Linked DNA regions of Sus scrofa: region 1 is linked to region 2. Evidence: chromatin contacts called from public Hi-C data. All regions are on one chromosome and are shown on one strand. Each heading gives the region's core, a stretch centred on a gene start, on an enhancer-like site or on the middle of the called end of the contact. The rest is flanking DNA. Distances are from core to core; before and after follow the strand shown. Region 1 overlaps LYPLAL1 (lysophospholipase-like protein 1). Region 2 overlaps LYPLAL1 (lysophospholipase-like protein 1).

Region 1 (5,386 bases), core at 1,678-4,177, 78 kb before region 2:
AGATGGTGATGCTTTTCTTAGCAAGGAAACCTTCCAGCCATCAAGGAGTGTGTGGTTTAGACAATGTCCCAAAAATGTCCTTTTTCAGGAGCTATGACTTAATGTTGTTGTAAAGAGCTTAAAAAAAAAAAAAAATACAGAGGGTGGGGGTAGGGGGGTGAGGGAATCTATATGACAAATCTTGTAGTACAAGTGTTTGTGGTTAACCGAGAAACACATTATGAGTCAAACCTTTGGAAAGAGGTGAGTAATTAAAGACAAATGCTATGACATAATCATTTACACACAGCAGAAAGATTTTAGATTAAATCTGGCCTGACCCACTGCTCGGCAAGTGTTATCATGGATTCTTGAGAAGTATTCATTTATTTACTTTCTAATTTGGCCCATATGTTTTATTGAAAACAAAAAATGTTGTATTTCCCGGAGGAAATAGCCTGAGTCCGGTGATGGTTAATAAGGCTGGTGTATTTGAGAACAGACCTCCTGTGTGAACCTACAAACCCAAGGAGCAGCAGGTCTGCTTGAAAACACCGCATCTGAAAAAAACCCAAGGAGCTTCCCTCTAAGCACTTTTGCTAAAATAAATCCTTATATTTAGGAAGGTCGCTACGTGTCCTGCTAGATAATTCAGAAAAACGCCCGTTAAACCAATCATTTTACCATGATAATGAAAGTCACATTGGCTGAATATTTTTTTTTTTTTTTGCTTTGTTACTCTTCAACCTGCCTCCAAACACACACACCCCCACCCCCCTACACACACACGTTTTGGCCCCAACCTGTTTTCAGTCTCCTCAATATCAGCCTGATGTCGAGAAACCAGTTTTCGGAGCAAGAACAGAATCTGGTCGTCTTAATCCCAGCGCTATAATGGAAAACATGCCCTGTAACTCCAGGAGACGGCTTCATGGTTTTCCAAAGGCTATTAAATTTTAGCTGCTGCTTTTATTAAATGCAGGAAACAGGAGTGGGGAAGGGGAAGGGATGACGAGAGGGCCTGCATCTCTACCTTTTGTTCTTTTTACTCGGGGAGATGTGGAATTGTTAAGGTCATGCAGGTTTTTCCACAGAAGGAAAGAAAGGCAGTGTCTGTGCCCAGTTCCTCTCGGCATCTTGGAAACCATGGACGCCCTCGTCGCTCTAAAAGAGAAAAAAACTTAGACGTCGGGGCCCTTAACCCACAAGCCACAGCGCGAGGATTAAACCTTAGGACCTGCTGCATGCCCTGCCCTTCCAGAATTATTTCCTACAAAAAGCAAGAAGGCCACATTCTGTCTGACGCCAGTTCGGCCGGGTAGCCTGAATGGCCATTCCTGCAGAAACACATATTCAGAGTTGGGGGTTAAAAAAAAAAAAAAAAGATACAACAACAAATAATAAAATTAAAGAAATAAGATAAAATAACATAAAAAAGTAAGTTGGTGGCAAAGACGACATGCCTCCCCGGCCAGTTCCCCTGTCCTTGGAAACTCTGAGGATCTGTCCAAACTTGACGGGTGTTCAGAAGGGTGAGGAGGCTTAAGTCACAGCCTCTGTTCCAGGGTGGTGGCAGGTATGCGGTGTGTGTCTGTGTGTACACAGGCAGGGGTACACGGCTTCGCCAAAGCTGAAAACGTATCTCCATCAATACTGTCGTGGGGGAAGAAAAGCCACCATGGGAATCGACTCCACTTTTCTCCAGGGCTCTCGGGATTGTTTTTGCCTTTGCTCTCATCCTTTCTAAATCTCGTCCGCTATCATTGAGGCTCATTTTATATGTTGTTGAAGAAACACCAGCTCCATGGGAACTGTGGTCCTCCCTGCCCCTGGGCCCCTCTGGTACCTGTTTGGGTCGGAGCAACGGTAACAAAGGCCGGAGTCAAGGCCGTGTGCTCTCCAGAGAAGTTGGCAGGAATTTCCTGACACCACATGACACAGGCAGGGCTCTGCCCGTTTCAGCTCTGGCCAACCTCACAGGGCAGACAGATGGCCAGTGATGCTTCGCGTTTGCCCATGGGTCTCCATGCCCTGGCCCTTGCCTCTCCCAAAGCCAACTCCCTGGTAGAAGACAACGAAGCTTCTGGAGAAAGCAGGACTGTTGTCAGGCCATAAGCACAAGGGTCTGTGTCCCACTCATCTCTCCTATTTTTCCCTCCTCCCCACAAGGTATTCTACCCCAGATTTTTTTTTTTTCAATGCATCTTCTAATTCCATGACTGGCCAACCCTTAGTCCATGTGTTGTCACCTGCAGCTTCTTATGTCACACTCTGTGACTTTTCCCCAAGTGTTCCTGTTTCAGGAAAGGAAAATCAGCCTCTGGGTACATTAAACCATCAGGTTAGGTCTCAAGTTAGGTTTGTTTAGCTAAATAGTTGTCCTTGCTTATAGGAGTTAATGAATAAAACAAGGTCTGGATTTCACTAGTATCTTTGAACTTTACGTCTTGCATTTCACACCAGGAGCCAATTTCACGCTGAACTTTCCTATTTTAACACCTAAGATCAAAGAAAAAAAAAAGCCTTGTTTCAACAAACTAGCATGTAGAATGCAGCATTAAAATCTAAAACTGAGGCTAACTTCAGCTTCTCTGGTTTTCCCTTGCAGCAATGTTTACGTGTTTGATTTTTAATTTGAACATGTATCTCATAAGACCTCAGAAACAACAGAATACTGAATACCTGCGACAGAAAACAGGATCCGTGAGAAAGGGGAAAATTACACACAGGAACCCTAAGGCTCCTGATGTGTTGGGTTTTTTCCAGCTATAATACAATTTAAACTTGGAGAAAACCTATGTAAACTATCGCCTTTTTTATTTCTTAGAAGTTTCAAGTAAACAATTTTGCTTTGGTTTGCTTGATTTGGGGAAGAATGCTTAAAAGTGTAAAAGGCGTAAGAATCATTTGCAAGAAAGGAAAAATACATTCCATGACATATAGCCTAATGTTATCTGATTGCAAAATCACGGCTCGAGGGTTTTGACACCTCGAGAAGTTATTCACCTCATTGTCCTCAAGAATGAGTTTGTTTCTATTGGGAACATCTGTTGATCTAGTGAAGCCAGCAGCATCTCCATCCCGAGGCTGCAGCCCCTACTCTTTTTAGAATCAGAATGGATACATTTATCAACGGAGCTAATGAGAGAGGCCAGAGGTTGGGGTTTAGACGGGCGTGTTTAAATGACTAATACATTGTGCAATGGGGGGGGCAGGGTATGTGGTTTCCCCTTGTGGAGAAACATCAGTGAAGGGAAACTTGGCCATAGTGGTACCAAGAGAAGTCACGCTACAGAGTGAGGTGAATTCGAACAGAGTGATGAACTCAGGGAAATGCTTTCTCTGCGGATATTTCTAGGCCAGTACAGGAAGAATCGGAAAAGACTGGCTCTTTTATGTTCCTGCAGCATCCCCCAGAATTGGCCCTTTGTCACCAGGCAGCATCTTTGGCTGGTCTCCAGCGGTCTTCAGCAGCCCCAGAACCAGTCTCATGGAGTTCACCCCCATATGCCAGCCTTCAAATCTGCCCTCTGGGAATATGTCCCTGTCCCTTTTCCCAGGGATGCCCTAGGGGTTCTCCACTTCCTCTTGGTGAGTGTTTGAGGACATGGTGATCTCATCGGGGAATGAGCAACCCTAGGACTTCCTTCGTTTGCTCTGTCTTACTCTAAACACACAATTCCCTGATGACCTTGGTCAAATTTTAATCTATTTTATGCACTCAACTCAAGGACTAGTAAGCAAAACTAGAGTTATTGTGGGTTGTAGTCTTTGAGCCTGGAATTTGGCATGGGAATCTCTCTTTCGTGACCAAAGACTTTGGTTCTCTTGTTATGGGCAAGTATTTATGAAGTATATGCTGGGCAGTAGAAACACATCCGTGAATAACATGCAGTCCTTATTTTAGACAATCTCACAGCAGAGTGAAGAGGGATTAGGATGGGGGTTCTTGTCACAGCACAGTGGAAACGAATTCGACTAGGAACCACGGGGTTTTGGGTTCGATCCCTGGCATGGCTCAGCGGCTTAAGGATCCAGGGTTGCCATGAGCTGCGGTGTAGTTTGCAGATGCGGCTCGAATCTTGCATTGCTCTGGCTGTGGTGTAGGTCAGCAGCTATAGCTCCAATTGGACCCTCAGCCTGGGAACCTCCATATGCCATGGGTGCAGCCCTGAAAAAAAGCAAAAAAAGGAGGGATTAGGATGGAAGAAAAATGAGCATGTAGGGTCTTTTAACTTGGACAGTTTGGGTTGCAATGAAAAAGGGTGACTCTGAGGTCTGTATGAGGTGGTTTGAGGATGCTTCAGTCTCAGTGAGGTGGGGGGATTTCCTAGTGAAGTGAACTTGAGCTGACAGTAAGACAAGGGGAATGAGGGACGTTCCAGGGGATGGAAAGTCAGAGAAGTATGGCAGGTATTAATTGCTCTGCAGAACTGGGCAAAAGGAAGGGAGGGATCTACTTTTTTAACTCAAAGGAAAATGAGCTCAAATTCGTAAACATCAGATTAGCCAAATATTCACGATCTCCGCCTTGCAATCCCTCATTTTTCTGAGTTTGCTAAAACTCCAAAGGCTCACACAGTCCAACAGGAGGTCAACACTCTGACCTAATCACCCAAGAGTGATGAGCCTGGGGTGAGGTCAGTCTGTTACTGCTTTTGCTTCTTGCTACCACTTGGTGACACTGTTGACAATTGGACCTACACTCCACAAAGATGATGCTGTACCAGGGACCTGCTGCTATGGCTCTTGAAGGTTGAAGAATCCACGGCTCAGAATCCATCTTGAGGGGTGAAGGATGCCCAGGCTCAAGCTCTTAACCCTTGGTCTTTGGGTCCCCTAGAGTCATTCCCTGAGATGACAGCTCCAGCAGGAGCATGAGGTCAGGACTGAAACAAGCATGGATCCCCTGAAGATTTAAAACCTCTGATCCCTTTCCTTTCTTCCCTAAGGGGTCAGACAGCTTTTCTTTTTCAATCCTGGAAATAGGTGAGTTCTTTTTACCTACGCTTCCCTGGACAATTAGAACCACTACCTATATCCTCACGGCTACCTCGTCTTCTCCAGAATATGAGTCTATAGAGCTCTGTCTATGCTACCCCCCCCTCTTTGGATTGAAAGCACTACACTCAGTGCCTGAAGATTCTTTACTCATCTAAAGATGAGCCAAGTGACCTCCAAGTATCACTTTCAGAAGAGAAAAAAAAATCCAAGTTAAATATTCAGCAGGACAAGTCTACTACAGAAACATGATAGGAACTGAAAATAGTTTGTGTGACTAGAACATAAGGGTTTGGGGGGAGGGCAGTACAAATGAGGTGGTGAAAATGACAGCCTAGTACCTGGGAAGAACCTTGGTGCCATGCTGAGGGGGTTGAGCTTACTTCTGAAGGCAGTGGAGTGTCCA
Region 2 (5,248 bases), core at 2,140-4,639:
ATGAGAGCCTGGGGCCAGACAGGTGGCTATGGGGCCAGCATTCCCAAGCCATATATGTGGAAGATCACCCAGAAAGAGAATGAGGAGAAAAACAGAATGAAAAGGAGCCTTCACATTAAAGGGAGTAGCAAGAAGAAAAAAAAAATGAAGGAAACAGAGAAATCATAGTCCAAAGATACTAAAAAACCAGGCTGGAAGGTTCAAGTTTCCAGAATCAGGGGTTAATCAACGCATCACATTCTATAAAGACATCGAGTAAGATAAGGACTGAAGCAGGTTATGGGGCTCAGAAATTAGAACTCTGAGAGAAATGGTTAATCGGCTTTAAAAACTCTTAAATCTGCACCATTATGAAACATGAGGCTGAGCCTGTTACTGAGGCAGAGGGAGGGACCACTACGTGCATTTAGCACAACAGTAAAATGGAGCCAAAGGCAGCATGAATATCGAATGTCTGCAAAGGAAAGGAAATGGCTCTGAATCTGACGTTTGAAATGTAGGTGAGTATTTCACGGCCTTTCTGAGTATTACCACCATGGCTCTATGGACCAGGGCAAAGGCTTCCTCGGGATTCCAAGCACGTCACCAACCATCTCTGGATCTCAGTTTCCATGTGTAAAATGATAATTTCTGGATTCCCTCCAGCCAGAGAAATTCCTGATGCTGTGGCAGAACCAAGACAGCGTCAAAACAGCTGCCCTGAAGCCCGCTCGACATTTCACAGGCTAATTAAGAAGAAACTTTTTTTTTTTTAAAGGATTTCAGCTACTATTTGAAATTGATACATTTTTTCATTCGCCATTTAAAAACCCTGTTTTTAAGTTGAACTAGAGATTTATTGCTGTTGAAGTGAAATTTTTAGAGAGAGCCATTTATTTGCCTCTGCCGATTGCATGCTGTGATCTTTGGTTTTGACACTTCTCTCTGGTTATAGGACAGAGAAACGAGCTTAATACCTAGTGCCCAAGGGAAAGATGTCTGTCTCTCACAGACATTTCAAATTCAATAATTTCATTGGCAAAAGAAAACAGACCAGGAATGGCCAAAATTACTATGTCAAGTATTAATACGTCAAGTGTTCCTCTAGTTTCAAATGGACAAGCCACCAACTGACTAGAAAAAACTGAAGTTCTCTTGTGGCGCAGAGGGTTGACGCTCTGGTGGTGTTGCTGCAGTGGCCTGGGTCGCTGCTGTGGTGTGGGTTCGATCCCTGGCCCAGGAACTTCCACATGGTGCAGGCAGGGCCAAACAACAATAACAACAACACAAAACAAAACAAAGAGCTGGGAAGAAAGAGGGAAAGAGAAAATGAAAACAGTGATTTTTTTTTTAATTCAAGTAATACTATGTCCTTAAGAGTAGGTAGTGAAATACCAGAATAAATCAAAACCAAAAAAAGTATTAATTTGCTACAATAACAAAAAATGAAGTAACAAGCTATTTTGAAATAATCTCTAATAGGAATTTAAAATAGAATGCAAGCACATTAAACTTTCTCATCACTTCTTAAAAAAAAAAGAAAAAAATGAAAAAAAGAAAGATCCCAGAGGCTCTGAACTAAAAACTATTGGCAAAAACACAGGTCTCTTATGGGCATTTTGCCCAAAATATGATTTCTTCAAAACAGGATGTCCACTATTCATCATAGACCCATTAATTCTATTCCCAGTATAAAAATCACATATGGCTTTCGTAACCAGTCCAAGACAAAGGCCTAAATAAAATCACAAAGGTAATGCACGTAATAACTTGAGGGGAGCATAAAAAATACATATATTTTCAGACAATAGCTTATCTTTTTGTAAAATTCCACTCAATATTTCAAACTAAATTTCACGCTCGTTTTCTGAAAGACTGAAGTATGAAAAAGGAAAGAACGAAGGCTTTGCAGAATTTGAGGGAAGTCCTGGGGATATGGCAGCGAACACGCTGAACAAACTGGCTGGTCAACTGGGCAGTAAATGGTGTTCCAGCTTATTCTCCCTTAATGAGGAGCAATTGGGCAAGAATGGGATCAAGACAGCTCCCCAACTGGTACCCTGTTTACTGCTAATTCTCCTCCAGTAGAAGGACCTCGGTCAATCTCAGCCTCGGGCCCCCCTTTTAGAATAACGGATACTAACATTCGTTCTGTATGGACAGAAGGATCCTTCCTCCTTCTGACAACAGGTGCAGAGACACATACCTGCCTCGAGTGTGAAGGAAGGGAGATTCACGATCCCTACGGGGAGAGGCCCGGCTAATCTTTAGACCGCTCTCTGGTGGATGGATGGATGGCATCATGCAGCATGCTCCTCAAGGGGCAACACGACAGCCGCGTCTACGCCGCCAGCCCTGCATCCGCTGGGGTGGCGTAGAGGGCCACAGAGCACACTGGGTCCTACCTGCCTTAAGGGCACTTTGGACCCTTCAGAAAACTGCCTGGAGACGATTTCCAGTTGGAAGCCACAGAGAGGGCACTGACTGGCACTCAGGGACAGGCTTTCGTGGTCCTAGATGGAGTTTACAAGGCTGGTGAGGTCGACCCCCTGAAGAGTGAGAAACAGACTCCGAAAGCCCGAACTGTTGCAGGCCACCGATATGCCTCTCCAAACTGAAATGGGACAGCATGGAGTCTCCCCCCTGCGCCCCCATACCCCTGAGATCCGCCCCTCCTCCTTTCACAGACCTCAGCTGGCGTAAGGGACAGCTTGGGGCCAGGGTGACACGGCTCTGTTCTCCAAAGGGATGAAAAATCGCAATCTATCCCCAGGGAATGTGGGAAAGAGAAGGGGTTCACACTTTTGTGGATCTGGCCGAGACTGGCACCCGAGTTCCGGCCGACAGGTCCCTCCAGGGAGGATTATGCCCAAATTTGACTGCTCGGCTTGGGCAAGAGTTCACAGCAAGGAGGAAGACGTAAACCCGGGAGTGGAGCCCTCAGGGGGGACTCAGTGTCTTGTCCTCTGGGTCCCGCTGCTGAATGTGTGACTGGTATTCATGTTTGACATGCTTACGCTGTAAATGCCCGCGAGGTCCCAGAGCCATTCTCCTGCTTGGGAGGGGCTGCACGGAGGGAGCTGCCGGGCCCTCCACCGCTGAGGACCCTTCAGGCCACAAGCCTCTGTGACAGACGATGCTGCCAGTTGCAGCCTCTGGCAGTCGGAGGTGGCCTCCTTTGGACTCACTCACCGCCTCCTTGCCACAGCTCCCAGCTGGACCTCTTTTGAAAAAGCAGCTGTCAGCTTACTCTTGGGCTCTTGTTGAAACGGAGTGCCCGTCCCCTGGAGGAACTGTGACTCTCTGGCCTGGTATTTCCCTTTTGGGATGGATCGACTCAGACTCAATGACTAACAACGTGAAAAGGATCCAGTCGTGGAAATGGCACATTCAAGACTGCAGCCGGCCTGGCCTCAGCGGCGCCTTGGCTCTACATGAAAAAATGGCAGCTCTTCCACCTCAACACCTGCAGCATAGCTGCTGGTGCAGGGCCGCTGAGTCACAGAGGTTCCCTTAACGCCTGGGCCTGCTTCAGCGGTGGCTGGCTGAGCTGAAACCCGATGGTGGCCACTGGTCAGATGCAACTGTTTGGGCTCAGGGCCAGCGACTCAGAACTGAAAGTGGACAGGGTCTTTCTGCTCAGTGGGCAAAACTCGAGGTTGCCCTCATAGCTCTGGCAAACACAACATTGGATCAACCTCATTATATTTTTACTGACTCTTGAGTTGTTGTCATGGCCTGATTATTTGGACTGTCACTTAGCGAACCACAGACTGGAAGATTAAAGACAGCCCCCCCTCCCTTTGGCTCTGCTAACCCAGGAAATAAACAGTGGCTGCTGATTGAACCATCTGAGTCACTTATGTAGAGGGACCCACTTTTCTGCTGAAACTGACTGGAGTCAAGCTGCTGGTCGAGACTGGACGGCCAGACTGCCAGCACTGCTTACTTAAGCCATCAGCAGACTAGACACGGTGACACATCAACCATTATACTGGATACAAAGCAAAGGAGCCAGTGTTTTTGATATACGGCCTGCCGTTGCATGCCAAACTTTTGAGTCCTGACGAAAGTTGACCCAGTTGTCTGGCAGTGAAGGCAACCACACTGCCTGGGGCATTGCCCATGCTTGCTCCTGACACACTAATTACATCTGACTTTTGACCTCTTCTTGGGGTTGTAAGTGGTGCCTCACTGTGTATTAATACTTTCTCAGGTTATGTGTCACTGTTCCAGTCTGATAAGCTGACAGGGGCCACACTACTGTGGCTCATAAAATGAATCTGTATTGTATTTTTGGCTTTTATTTCTGGAAAGCTTCCCGTTCAACAATGCAGAGCCTTTTGTTGCAAAATGATTCAACAGTGAGCTGGCAGTCAGGTACTGGATGGGCTGCACACAGTCCCTACAACTCACTGGGGTTTGGTATCTTTGAGCATTGGGTCTTTCTCAGCAAAAACTGACTCAACAGATGTCTGGATCTACCCGTTTTACTTTCTCCTGGACCACACACCCTGGTGAGGTGGTTAGGTCAATAAATACAGCTGTCCTCAGAAAGGGGTCCTAGGCTGTTTTCTGGGCAAGGGTCAGAATAAAATGCTGGGAGATGAGGTAAAGCTCTTTCAAAGCCTTGTGATTCCTCCTGACCATTAAGGCCGGGGCTCTGGTGGAGGCTGCACCGCCCTGGACTGTGCCTTGCAGGCCCAGATGGAGTCTGAGCAATTGCCCTTGCAACGCTGGATGAATGCTTTGGACGAAGTAGGAAGGTCGGTACAGAGACGTAAGGAGAAGGACAGCTGGCCTCCTGAGGCACATCCTTACCAGGCCATGGAAATTGTTCAGCTGGATGGGACCAGGCCCTTGGTGGGCGCAGCTGGGACCAGGGCTGCAGCGTGGCTGGTGCTTAGAGCTCTGATCATAGCAGCTTAATTCAGTGCTGGATGGAACAAACGGACCTGATCTGGTTGCAGCTAAATGGCAGAGTTGACCAATATGACAGAGATGACGCACGCGATGACGCACGCAAGGACCTGCACCTTAGCCTCAGTGCGGGAACACGCTGCGGCCGCCCTTCCCTGGGAAAGGCTGTATGCGTGTAGAGCCGCAGAGACGTGTTTCTACAGGCAGATGTGAAGCAGAATCAAACATACATAACAGTACACTGGTTCTCTGTAAATATAATTTTGGTTTTTCACGTGTTAAAATTACACACAAAGTCTTGTGTACCAGCTGTCTTTGTGTCTCATATAATCTGAATTTTCCTGAAATG

What was found. Hi-C and Micro-C count contacts between places; a contact is called where the count stands out from the background.
Region 1: a Hi-C map of embryonic fibroblasts shows a contact between it and region 2, with 2.7 times the contacts expected there. The contact joins two enhancer-like sites. A contact is called at or near these places in 12 of 47 Hi-C or Micro-C datasets (alveolar macrophages, embryonic fibroblasts, fetal heart ventricle and 6 more) and 2 of 2 datasets of contacts at active chromatin or transcription factors (alveolar macrophages and skeletal muscle).

What each region holds. Positions count from the first base shown.
Region 1 is chr10:9,056,437-9,061,822 of Sscrofa11.1, reverse strand. It overlaps LYPLAL1 (lysophospholipase-like protein 1), which reads right to left. Exons shown (of 6, transcript XM_021064303.1): 6 at 790-1,143. The coding sequence ends at 1,054. Among named protein-coding and RNA genes, the nearest start is that of LYPLAL1, 110 kb to the right of the region's middle. Within about 2 kb of position 2,927, at least 9 of the 83 cell types and tissues checked have an H3K27ac peak or open chromatin away from gene starts, as enhancers often do. A contact at or near this core is called in embryonic fibroblasts, where this site is marked.
Region 2 is chr10:8,979,217-8,984,464 of Sscrofa11.1, reverse strand. All of the region lies in intron 5 of LYPLAL1 (lysophospholipase-like protein 1), which reads right to left. Among named protein-coding and RNA genes, the nearest start is that of LYPLAL1, 35 kb to the right of the region's middle. Within about 2 kb of position 3,389, at least 20 of the 83 cell types and tissues checked have an H3K27ac peak or open chromatin away from gene starts, as enhancers often do. A contact at or near this core is called in embryonic fibroblasts, where this site is marked.